3 separate regions of the Mus musculus genome follow, and regions 2 and 3 are each linked to region 1. The links are chromatin contacts, called in public HiChIP or PLAC-seq maps. All regions are on one chromosome and are shown on one strand. The core of a region is the stretch at or near the end of the contact, and the rest is flanking DNA. Distances in the headings are between cores, read along the strand shown.

The links. HiChIP or PLAC-seq counts read pairs in DNA pulled down with a chosen protein or histone mark.
Region 2: an H3K4me3 HiChIP or PLAC-seq map of embryonic stem cells shows a contact between it and region 1, with 3 times the contacts expected there. The contact joins the promoter of Plcd1 here to the promoter of Itga9 in region 1. A contact is called at or near these places in 7 of 39 promoter capture datasets (the HPC-7 cell line, cranial neural crest, liver and 3 more), 17 of 115 datasets of contacts at active chromatin or transcription factors (astrocytes, bone marrow-derived macrophages, cardiomyocytes and 9 more) and 1 of 9 other capture datasets (adipose tissue).
Region 3: an H3K27ac HiChIP or PLAC-seq map of SST interneurons shows a contact between it and region 1, with 9 times the contacts expected there. The contact joins the enhancer-like site here to the promoter of Itga9 in region 1. A contact is called at or near these places in 17 of 39 promoter capture datasets (the 3T3-L1 cell line, the HPC-7 cell line, HPC-7-derived erythroid cells and 11 more), 9 of 484 Hi-C or Micro-C datasets (the HPC-7 cell line, cardiomyocytes, cranial neural crest and 5 more), 10 of 115 datasets of contacts at active chromatin or transcription factors (SST interneurons, astrocytes, craniofacial prominence and 7 more) and 3 of 9 other capture datasets (adipose tissue, embryonic stem cells and pancreatic islet).

What each region holds. Positions count from the first base shown.
Region 1 is chr9:118,605,151-118,608,335 of GRCm38.p6, forward strand. Itga9 (integrin alpha 9) reads left to right here and starts at 1,559. Exons shown (of 28, transcript NM_133721.2): 1 at 1,559-1,965. The coding sequence starts at 1,778.
Region 2 is chr9:119,092,025-119,095,209 of GRCm38.p6, forward strand. It overlaps Plcd1 (phospholipase C, delta 1), which reads right to left and starts at 1,478. Exons shown (of 15, transcript NM_019676.3): 1 at 1,334-1,478. The coding sequence starts at 1,367.
Region 3 is chr9:119,035,643-119,038,827 of GRCm38.p6, forward strand. It overlaps Ctdspl (CTD (carboxy-terminal domain, RNA polymerase II, polypeptide A) small phosphatase-like), which reads left to right. Exons shown (of 8, transcript NM_133710.3): 7 at 1,719-1,904. Among named protein-coding and RNA genes, the nearest start is that of Mir26a-1, 5.4 kb to the left of the region's middle. Within about 2 kb of position 1,674, at least 62 of the 459 cell types and tissues checked have an H3K27ac peak or open chromatin away from gene starts, as enhancers often do. A contact at or near this core is called in SST interneurons, adipose tissue, astrocytes and 3 more, where this site is marked.

The DNA of each region.
Region 1 (3,185 bases), core at 309-2,808:
AGTAAACTAAGACAGGTGGATATAGCACTTATGCTGTGTAGTTTTGTATCAACATGGCACAAACTAAGGTCATTTGAGAGGAGGGAGCATTGCTTGTGAAAATGCTTCCCTCCACAAGATCTTAATTGGTGATTGATGAGGGAGGGCCCAGCCCAGTGTGGGTTGTGCCATTCCTAACTGTGATAGTCCTGGGTTCTACAAGAAAGCAGGCTGAGCAAACCATGGGGAACAAGCCAGTAAGCAGCACCCCTCCATGGCCCCTGCACCAGCTCCTGCCTCCAGATTCCTGCCCTGTTTTGAGTTCCTGTCCTGACTCCCTTCCATGATGAACAGTACAAGCTGAATCAACCCCTTCCTCTGAAACTTGCTTTTGGACATGGTGTTTCATTGCAGCAATACTGACCACAAGTAAGACAGCAGTAGTGCATCCGAGCTATGCAAATTACCTGACTGCAGTGGTTTAAGACAGCAACATTGATCATCTAACAATGCTGGACAGGTCATGGGTCTCGCTGGCCTGCGTTCCTGGAAGGGGTAGAGGAGAAGACATTTCTCTGTCCCCAGTTTTTGAAGCTGCCTGGCTTCTTTACCTCATGGACCCTTCCCTCCAGCTCCCAAGCTAGCGGTGATCTGGCTTCCTTTGTCACAGCCCTTCTGATGACAGCTGGAAGAGGCTCTTCACCTGTAAAGATCCCCGTGTTTAGACTGCTGGCGAGTGGATAACTCTGGAATGTGCACCCCCCCCCCACCCCACCTTGCCTACCCTAGGCTTTGACTGTTGTTGTAAGGATAAGCCTGATTAGAAAGAAAAAGATAAAGGCGTCGTGTGTGTTTAGTATGAATGAGACTTTGGAAGTGGAGAGGGTGGGAAGGGATGGGGAGGGGGTTGTGATTTTACCAGAGTAAAGAGTTAGTTCAACAATAACATTAAACTTGGAATAGTCAACTTCATAGAGTCAGGGATAAATGAAACTTGCCGGGGGCTGGACTGGGCTGGGCGTGCTTGTTAAATTTATGTATAATTTAATTTGCAAGATGAGCTATTGATGATCACATAACCAAAATGAGGTTATGACGTAAACTTTATGCAACGTATACTTCACCATAATCTCCCACATACAGGGGAGCACACCTGGCTGTATTGTATGTCTGCCAAGTTGGAAAGCGCTGGCCAGGTCAGGGAGTATGGAAGAACGCTCTGCTCTCTTCCACATGACTAATTCTTACAGCAACTGACTGGCGGTCTTGAGCGGTTGCCTCTGAAGAAGAGCTTCCAGATGGGCAGGGCCAGAATATTTACCCATCCTTGGCTCGGGTAGCTTTGGGTCTTTGTGTGTGAGAGAGAGACTTTCAGTGTAAGACAAAAGGAGAGAGACCCAGCCAGCTTGGACACAGCAGAGCCTAGGACATTGAGAGGATGCAGTTCACCGAGGTCCAGAACCTGGACCCGGGGGTGCGCCTGAGACCGCGTCCAGCAGGGGGCGCTGCGGACCCGTCCCGCCCGGGCCGCCCGGGCCGCCCACCCCGCGGGCGCGCCTCTCCGCAGTCCAGTGCCGCCCGGGCCCGGGACCCGCTCCTTCCGAGAGCGCAGACCTCTCGGCGGGCATCGAGAGGACGCGGGGCGCTGGCGGCCGTCCCTGGCCTTGCTCCGGCTCTCGCTGTAGCCCATCGCCGCGTCCCGGGCTTAGACTCGGAGCGTACGGCTCCCGCCCCGGGCAGCGGCGTGTCCCGGGAGCCCCGATCGCGGGGCAGGGCGCAGGGCGGCGGCCGGCTGGGGATGGGCGGCCCGGCTGCGGCGCGGACCGGCGCCGGAGGGCTCCGCGCGCTGCTGCTGGCGCTGGTGGCCGCGGGGGTCCCGGCCGGCGCCTACAACCTGGACGCGCAGCGCCCGGTACGCTTCCAGGGCCCCTCAGGCTCCTTCTTCGGCTACGCGGTGCTGGAGCACTTCCACGACAACACGCGCTGGTAAGTGTCTCCCGCGGATCCTCGACCCTGGCGTGGGCACCCCGTGGTCCCCCAAGTTGGCCGCCGCCTTTCCGGCCTCTTCCACTCCACCTCCCGCGGGGCCGATTTAAATGTCCGGGCGGCCACGCTGACATCCTGGCCTGCTCTCCGAGGCCCGGGGCGTCCCTGGGGTCCCTGTCCTCCCTGGGCAGTCAGACGCAGCTTCGCTCTCGCCAAAGCAAAGTTACTTGGCTGTCTGCCTTCCAGGGGCCACCGCGGGCTGGCCATCTGCCCCAGATCCCCGGGGGGCCCCTAGGAGGCCAGGCTGCTCTTGGGGACCACTTCATGTAACTCTAGGGCAGCAGCATGCAGGAAGCAGAGAAACAAGGGGTGTGGTGGGAGTGGGTCCTGGTGGCTTAGGAATCTCCAGAAGAGGTACCCAGGGGCCCCACAAAGTTCTGAGAGGATCTGGGATGCAGAGAGGACCCCCAAGGAGCAGACTGTGTGGCTGGTGGGCAGCCTGGAGCTCTCCCACGTGTCTAGAGACAAGATTTAGGAAGCTGAAGTTTTTAATCAAGGGGTACAGTTTTGAACCAGCGAGATGGGTGGGCCTGCAGAAAAGAATAAGTCTCTCCCTCATTAAGCATCAATAGTGAAGTTAACTGACCCCACAGCAGGAGCGCTTAGAGAAGGCGGATAGACCACTTCCTTGGAATGAACGAGCCACACCATGCACCACGCCCACCTATTCAAGGCAGCTAGAGTTCAGTAGCTCCCCAGCCTCATTTTAGATGATGTTACTGTGGACCCAGGAGATGGCTGGTTCACGTTGAGGGTGCTATCCCGTGAGCGAGCATCTTTAGAAGCAGCAGGCCGGGAGATGGAGACTGGCAGTGTGTGTGCTTGGACATGTAACTTACTGGGAGTCTCTGCTCGGAATTGGACAGGGGCCGAGGCAATCGGGGGCTTGTGGATGCGGGTCTTTCAGAACCCTGGAGAAAGAGAACTTTGTGACTGGCTTTATTAACACTTTCGTGTATTTAGGAGAGCGGCCTCCAAGAGAACCAGCTTTCAAAGTCCTTGTGTGTAGCTCTCCTCTGCATCCCTTCCTGACATTGATTCTAGTCACAGTTACCAGCCAAGGCTGCTTCCTGCAGTTGCCAAACCCTTCCTTTTCAGACAGCAGGGCAGAACACTTTCCTATGTTCCAAAGGCTCCAGGTCTGCCATGGGCTCTGGGCT
Region 2 (3,185 bases), core at 228-2,727, 490 kb after region 1:
AGGGGAGAGCCCGCCCCTCTCCACTGTGACCCTCAGAGCGGCCACCCTCTGTTCCCACCAGTCAGGAGCTGTAGGGGCATCTCTGACCTCTGGAGAGAATGAGGGAACAGTGGGAGGGGCAGGAACACAGCCCAACAAGGTGGCTTTTAGAAACCCAAGCTTACTGGGCCCCCACAACAATAAAGTCCAGGTCAACTGATGCAAAACAGGTTGGGGGCTGCCTGCAGGGCACACATCCAAGGGGGAGTGGAGCGGAGGACAGGTGAACACAAAAATCTACAGCCCAGGAGGCAAGGCGTCTTAGTGGGTAAAGGCAATTGCTGCCAAGCCCAGTGACCTGAGTTTGATCCTAGAACGCACAAGATAGAAGGAGATAACTGATTCCTGCAAGTTGTCCTCTGATCTCCATACACCCATACCCCCTCCAGCACAAGTACACGTTGTTTAATTAAAAAACAAAAACCAAGAACCTACAATCTCAGGGATACTCGAGTTAAGTGAAAAATACTGTGAAACCGTGGATCGATGTGAGAGGAGCAGGTATTGCTGAGCTAATAGATGACCTGGGGAGACACGAAGGAAAGACTCCCCACAGCCCCTCCCACAGAGTGTGCGTAAATACCACTTAGTTCCTTGCTCTTCCCTGGACGCTTCTAAGACAGGCAGCCAGGAGCCTGCGCTTTCCCTCTCTGCTAGAGGGACAGGCATGGGGAGAAGAGCTAGCCCAGATGGGAAGAAACAAAGCCGGCTGGACAAAGGACCAAGCTGCCAGGCGGTTCTAACTGAGATCTGGCCCAGTCCGACCAGGAGGGTCAGCAAAAAGACAGCGCTGCTCCTCCCAGCCCTGGCATCGCTTTTCTCTGTTCTGGGGAGCGAAGGCTGCCAGAACGACTTCAGCCAAACTTGCACACCTCCTCCTCGCCCCACCCATTTACACCCTCATCCGCCACACCCGCGCGGCCTGACTCGCTTCAGGCGCACCCGTGTTTTGGGGAGCCTCTGAATCGAGAGTTTGGCTAAGGATGCTGTCCCTTTCCTTCCCTGACCCCTTTGGTGCCATCTGGACCCAGGAGCCCAGCCTTTTATGAACAGGCTAAGGGGAAATCCCCGAGAGATGTCAGCATTGCTCCCCGATCTCTTGGGCCAGATTTGGGGGAAAGTCTGGAAACGCCCAAGGTTGTGTCCAGCGCGGGCCGAGGTTTTTCTGGGATCCCACAAGGGGACAAGGAGTTGGCTCTCTGGTGGTTTAAATGCGGCCGAAGGAGCTGTTATCCCTGCCGCCCGGGTGTATTTCGGCTTTCCCGAGGGTCTCCCCTACGTTCGGGACACTCACCGTGCAAGGTCAGGAAGTCCCGACCGGAGTCCATGCCGGTCGGGGCGCGCGGAGGAGGGGACGCGGCGTGATTCACTTGAGCAAAATCACCAAGCGGCCTGGGGTCCTTGCGCAGTCCGGTGCAGGGACCCAACTGAACTGAGATGGGAGGCGGCCGGGGGTGGGTCCAGAACACCGTACCGCCCCCCGGACCCGCCAACCGGCGCTTCTCCCCGCCCCCTCCAGGGGACCTGGAAAGGACGCGGTGCTGGGGGCCGGGAAGACTAGCCAACCCTGGCCGGGGCTCGGGCCAGCTGGGTGCGCCAGGGCCAGAAATAGTCAGATCCCTCCTGCTTCCTCCACCGCCACCACCCACAGGCCCTGTCATTACGGCGAGCTGCCGGCCCCACGCCCTGCCTGTGGGCGCCTGGCCTCGCCGGGGTTGTGGGTGATGTGGGAAAGAATCAGAATCGGGTCTTAGCGGGGACAGGAATCACTGCTAAAGCGGCTGATTAGCCAGGCAGTCTGGTCTGTCTTCTAAGAAATGCGTGCATGCACGGGCCCACATTGCCACGTTTGGGGAGAGTAATATCTAGATTTTTTTTTCAAGAGAGGGGCCCCTCTCTTTAGCTCTGAGAGACGTCTCATTTCCGGGGGTGTTGAAGGTGCTTTCCTTAAGGTAGGGGTAACAGCAAGCAGGTATAGGCCCCTCACTCCCTAATGAGGGGAGAAGACGGAGGCCTGCCGTGAGGCTGCCTGGGCAAGGGTCCCGATACTGGAGGCAGTTGGCCTGGAAGAGTCTAGCCGGGCTCTCCTCAGCTCTTTCTCTCCTAGCATTAGCAGGCCTCCGTGGCCTGTGAAGCATGGGCTGTCTCCCGATTCTGAGTGTTAAGGCTGGGTTTTAGAGAATCACTTGCCGTTCATGTACACCCCACCCCACCCGCACCCCCACAGTGTGGGGCTGGCACTCAGGCCTCCCACTCCCCACCCCCACCCCCGTCTTGATGCCCTAGGAAGGCCCCCCCCAGGTTTCCTTTCCACAAGCTGGGCGCTGTACTGCATGAAGAATGAGTAAGGCTCCATTGCAGACAGAGCCTGGGAAGGGGCAAATTGAGAAATTCCTTCCCTGACTTCCGTCTCTTTCTCCAAAGCCCTACTCTCCAGGTCTTCCCTGAGCCTTGGAACCTCCCCCCTCGGTCCTGTCCTGGAGCCTGGCAGGTATTCGCATCCATGAGTCAGGCCTCCTCTCCTACACCTGAGACCAAGAACTCCTGACACCAGCAGTTGGCACGGCTTCATCTCCAGAGTCATTTCTTCTTGTCATCTCCGTCTCCGAGTCCTGGGCTCCAAGCCAGGGCATTACCCACCACTAGGGCCTCTCCCTCTACCACAAAAGACCATGGCCGGGTTTATAGAACGCTCTGCTCCTGAGTACTCCAAGCTCACAGACACATATGTAGCTTCTGTTGCACGCATTGCAGCTCACTCATGTCCCCTCCCTGGCCTGGGGTTGCCAGGCAGACTTGGGGAGGCATGCTGACTCAAAGCTGTCCCAAGCAGCCAGGTTCTGCAGAAACAAAGAACGTCATGCTCAAGTGCTGACCTGCACCATGACACTCTTCCCATCCTCTTTCTTCTCCCTCTCTCACGGGGTGGGAGGCCCTCTGCTCTGTGCAGCTAGGTTTAAGTAGTGTGCCTAGGATGGTTGTGGAATCTGGTGGGGGAAGCCTTCCAGGGGCAGCGGTGTGGGCCTAGTCCTGCCCGGGTGCCACATATACTCTACTCAGAACCTTTGCAAACTCTCCTGAGACCCTGACTGCTCAAAGGGCCTCGGTGGTAGGCTTTCTTTGGAGCCTGAGACCTGAGACCTGTC
Region 3 (3,185 bases), core at 424-2,923, 430 kb after region 1:
ACACTGTATGCATACATGACGCCCACACATACATACATGCAAGCAAAGTACACATGCACATAGGTTTTTTTTTAATCGTATAAAAAGTATAAAAACCAAAGGCTGATTGCCACACTGACGGTCGCAGAGGAGAAAAGGAACCCTCTTTTTCCATCCGCGTCAACCTTCTGTAGACGGCTCACATGCCCCTTCGCCCATCCCTCAGAGAGTGCTCTAAGCTGTCTGGTCAGCAAGAGATGAAGCTGCTCCCCTTGGGATTCCTTAGAGCCAGAAGGACTTTCCCAGGACCCAGCCACAGTGCATTCTACTGTGGCCTTCGTGACTCAGCCTCCGTGTCCGCTCCCTCCCTGAAGGGGTTGCCAGCCCTGGGGCTTCCTGGCTGTGTGCCTCGCTCTGACCTCACTGCTGAGTTCAAACCTCAAGTGAAGCCTGCAGGAGGAAGTGGGGATGGGATGAGATGTGCTGTGTGCCTCCGTGTGTTTACTCCTAAGGCAGTGGGCAAACCGTGGGAGTTCTAAGTAGGCCTGGGGTAGGATGTTCTATGTCCTCCAGTGGATACGCTGACAGCTGTGAGGTAAATGGGCAAGGACAGGAGGCCCAGCAGGAAACAGGAGCCTCCCAAGTCAGGAGGCCTGGTCCTGGAAGATGCATTAGAAATAAAGGTGGGAGTCGAGATATTTTTGGAGAGGAAACTGATAAGAACTTTCTGATGGATCCTGTGGGAGAGAACTGTAAGAATGCAGTGCTTTCTGACACAGGTAGAGAGGGAATACCACAATCATAAAACGCTTCCAGTTATTTCAGGGCCTTTTTAAAAAGTGGTCCAAGAGGCTGACGAGATGATGAGGCGGCTCAAGGCACCTGCCACACAAGCCTGGCCGTCTGAGGTCAGTCCCTGGAACCTGCCTAAAGGTGGGAGGGAAAAGCAATTCCCTGAAGTTGCCCTCTGACCCACGGGTGCACATCATGGTGCACCTGTGAGCGTGCACGTACGCGACAATGGGAATTTTTAAGTGAAAGGCGAGTATGTCTGAGAAGAAGGTTTAGTTGGTATAAATATTGCTAAGCATCAGCAGGGAAGCAGAAAGCCCGTGTGCCCCTGCCGTCCAGCACTGGGGCAGCAGAGGTAGCGGGGACCCTGGGGCTTGCTGGACAGCCAATTTACCTGAATCATGAGCTGTGGGTGTAAGGAGAGACCCTGCCTCAAAAAATAAGGCTGAGAACAATAGAGAAAGACATCCGATGCTGACCTCTGACCTCCCCACGCATGCACACAAGCACACGCACGCACGCACACACACACACACACACACACACACACACATGTCCGTGCACACACATACACAGACATGCACCAAAACAAGGAGGAATGCTAGGCCATTTCTTGCAGCTTGTAACTCTGTCTGCTTTTCTGAATGCTCAGAAGAGCATGCTTCCCTCCCCCTCCCCCCCCCACCCCACCCCCACCCCCATTCAGCTTCCTTAACTTCTTTTCTCTAGCCTCTTCTGGGCAGCTGCCAAAATTTACAGCTTGCCAGACCTGGGGTTTTTTTTTTTTCTTTCCAAATCTAATAAAATGCACCAAAACAAAACGTCAGAGCCTGATGTGGTGAGTCACCACAGCCCGCAATCTCAACACACAGGAGACTGTGGCACAGGAGGTCCCAGTCTCGGGCCCCTCCAGGTGCCTCGCCTTCACCGAGACTCTGTCTTTCTAGTATGCAGACCCTGTTGCCGACCTCCTGGACCGCTGGGGTGTGTTCCGGGCCCGACTCTTCAGAGAATCCTGCGTGTTCCACCGTGGGAACTATGTGAAGGACTTGAGTCGCCTGGGACGGGAGCTGAGCAAAGTGATCATCGTGGACAATTCTCCTGCCTCCTACATCTTCCATCCTGAGAATGCAGTAAGTCATCCCAGGGGAGGAGCTAGAGGCTCTGTCTGAGCTGCAGCCTAAATGCCAGTTCTGAAACATGGGCTCAGGCGCACTCTGGGCTTGGCTTCTTTTTTTTTTTTTTTTTCCAGATCTTGATTCAGCCACTTAGTGACAACATGACTGTTTAACCTCCCTCTTCATCCACAAGTAAGATGACAGGGACACTGCTCTCTCCTGAGAGTGTTGGAGGACTCAGTGCTTAGACCCGTGCTCAGGCCTGGCAAGTGCTCAGCACAATGACTCTCCAGAGTGGGCACTGCCAGTCAGTCCTCAATGTCACAGAGCTGCCCAGATCCGTATGACCTCTCAGACTCAAGGGTAACCCCTCAACAGAAGTGTATCTTCCACAAGAATGAATAAAGTGATTCAGAAATGGCTTGCCATCGGACCATCAGCTCTGCCACCTCAGAAAGATGCCATAGAAGCCCAGTCAAGAAGGCTCCCAACATACAGCTCCCTGGAGCATAGCCACCCTTGGTGCCTGCTCACCAGGATGGCATGGCTCTTAGATCAGGGGTTGGTGCCCTCTGCTTCATACTGGGCTCTTCCAGGAAGAAGAGATCAGCCAGGATCACCACACCAAGCCAGATCATGCCCTGAAACACACATGCTTCTTGGGCTCACCCAAGCCTGCAATGAAAACACTATCTTCCTCCTCCTCCTCTTCCTCCTCCTCCTCCTCCTCCTCCTCCTCTTCCTCCTCCTCCTCCTCTTCTTTTTGGCTTTTCGAGACAGGGTTTCTCTGTGTAGCCCTGGCTGTCTGGAACTCACTTTGTAGACCAGGTTGGCCTCGAACTCAGAAATCTGCTCACCTCTGCCTTCCAAGTGCTGGGATTAAAGGTGTACGCCACCACGCCCAGCTGTGAAAACACCATCTTCTAAAGCCCAGAATTCTGTAGCTCCCCTTATAGTAAGGGGAGAAAAACTATATTCGGTTGAATGGTAAAAATAAAGTCAGACTGCCTTACAGCTAACTATGTCTACATTGCCAGGTGTGGAGGTACACACCTCTAATCCCAGCACTGGAGGCAAATGAGTTCTCTGAGTTCAAGGCCAGCCTGGGCTACATAGTGAGACCCTTTAAATTAGTAAATAGGTTCATGTCATCAAGTCAATCAAATGCCACGTTCTGCACCTGGCTGTTGTCTCTGATAGATAAGGAATAAGCGCCCTACAGACTCTGCAGCCTTCCCACACACCACATAGCCATTTCAGGTCTTATCTGCTGGACAGACACACTGTGCATCTTGT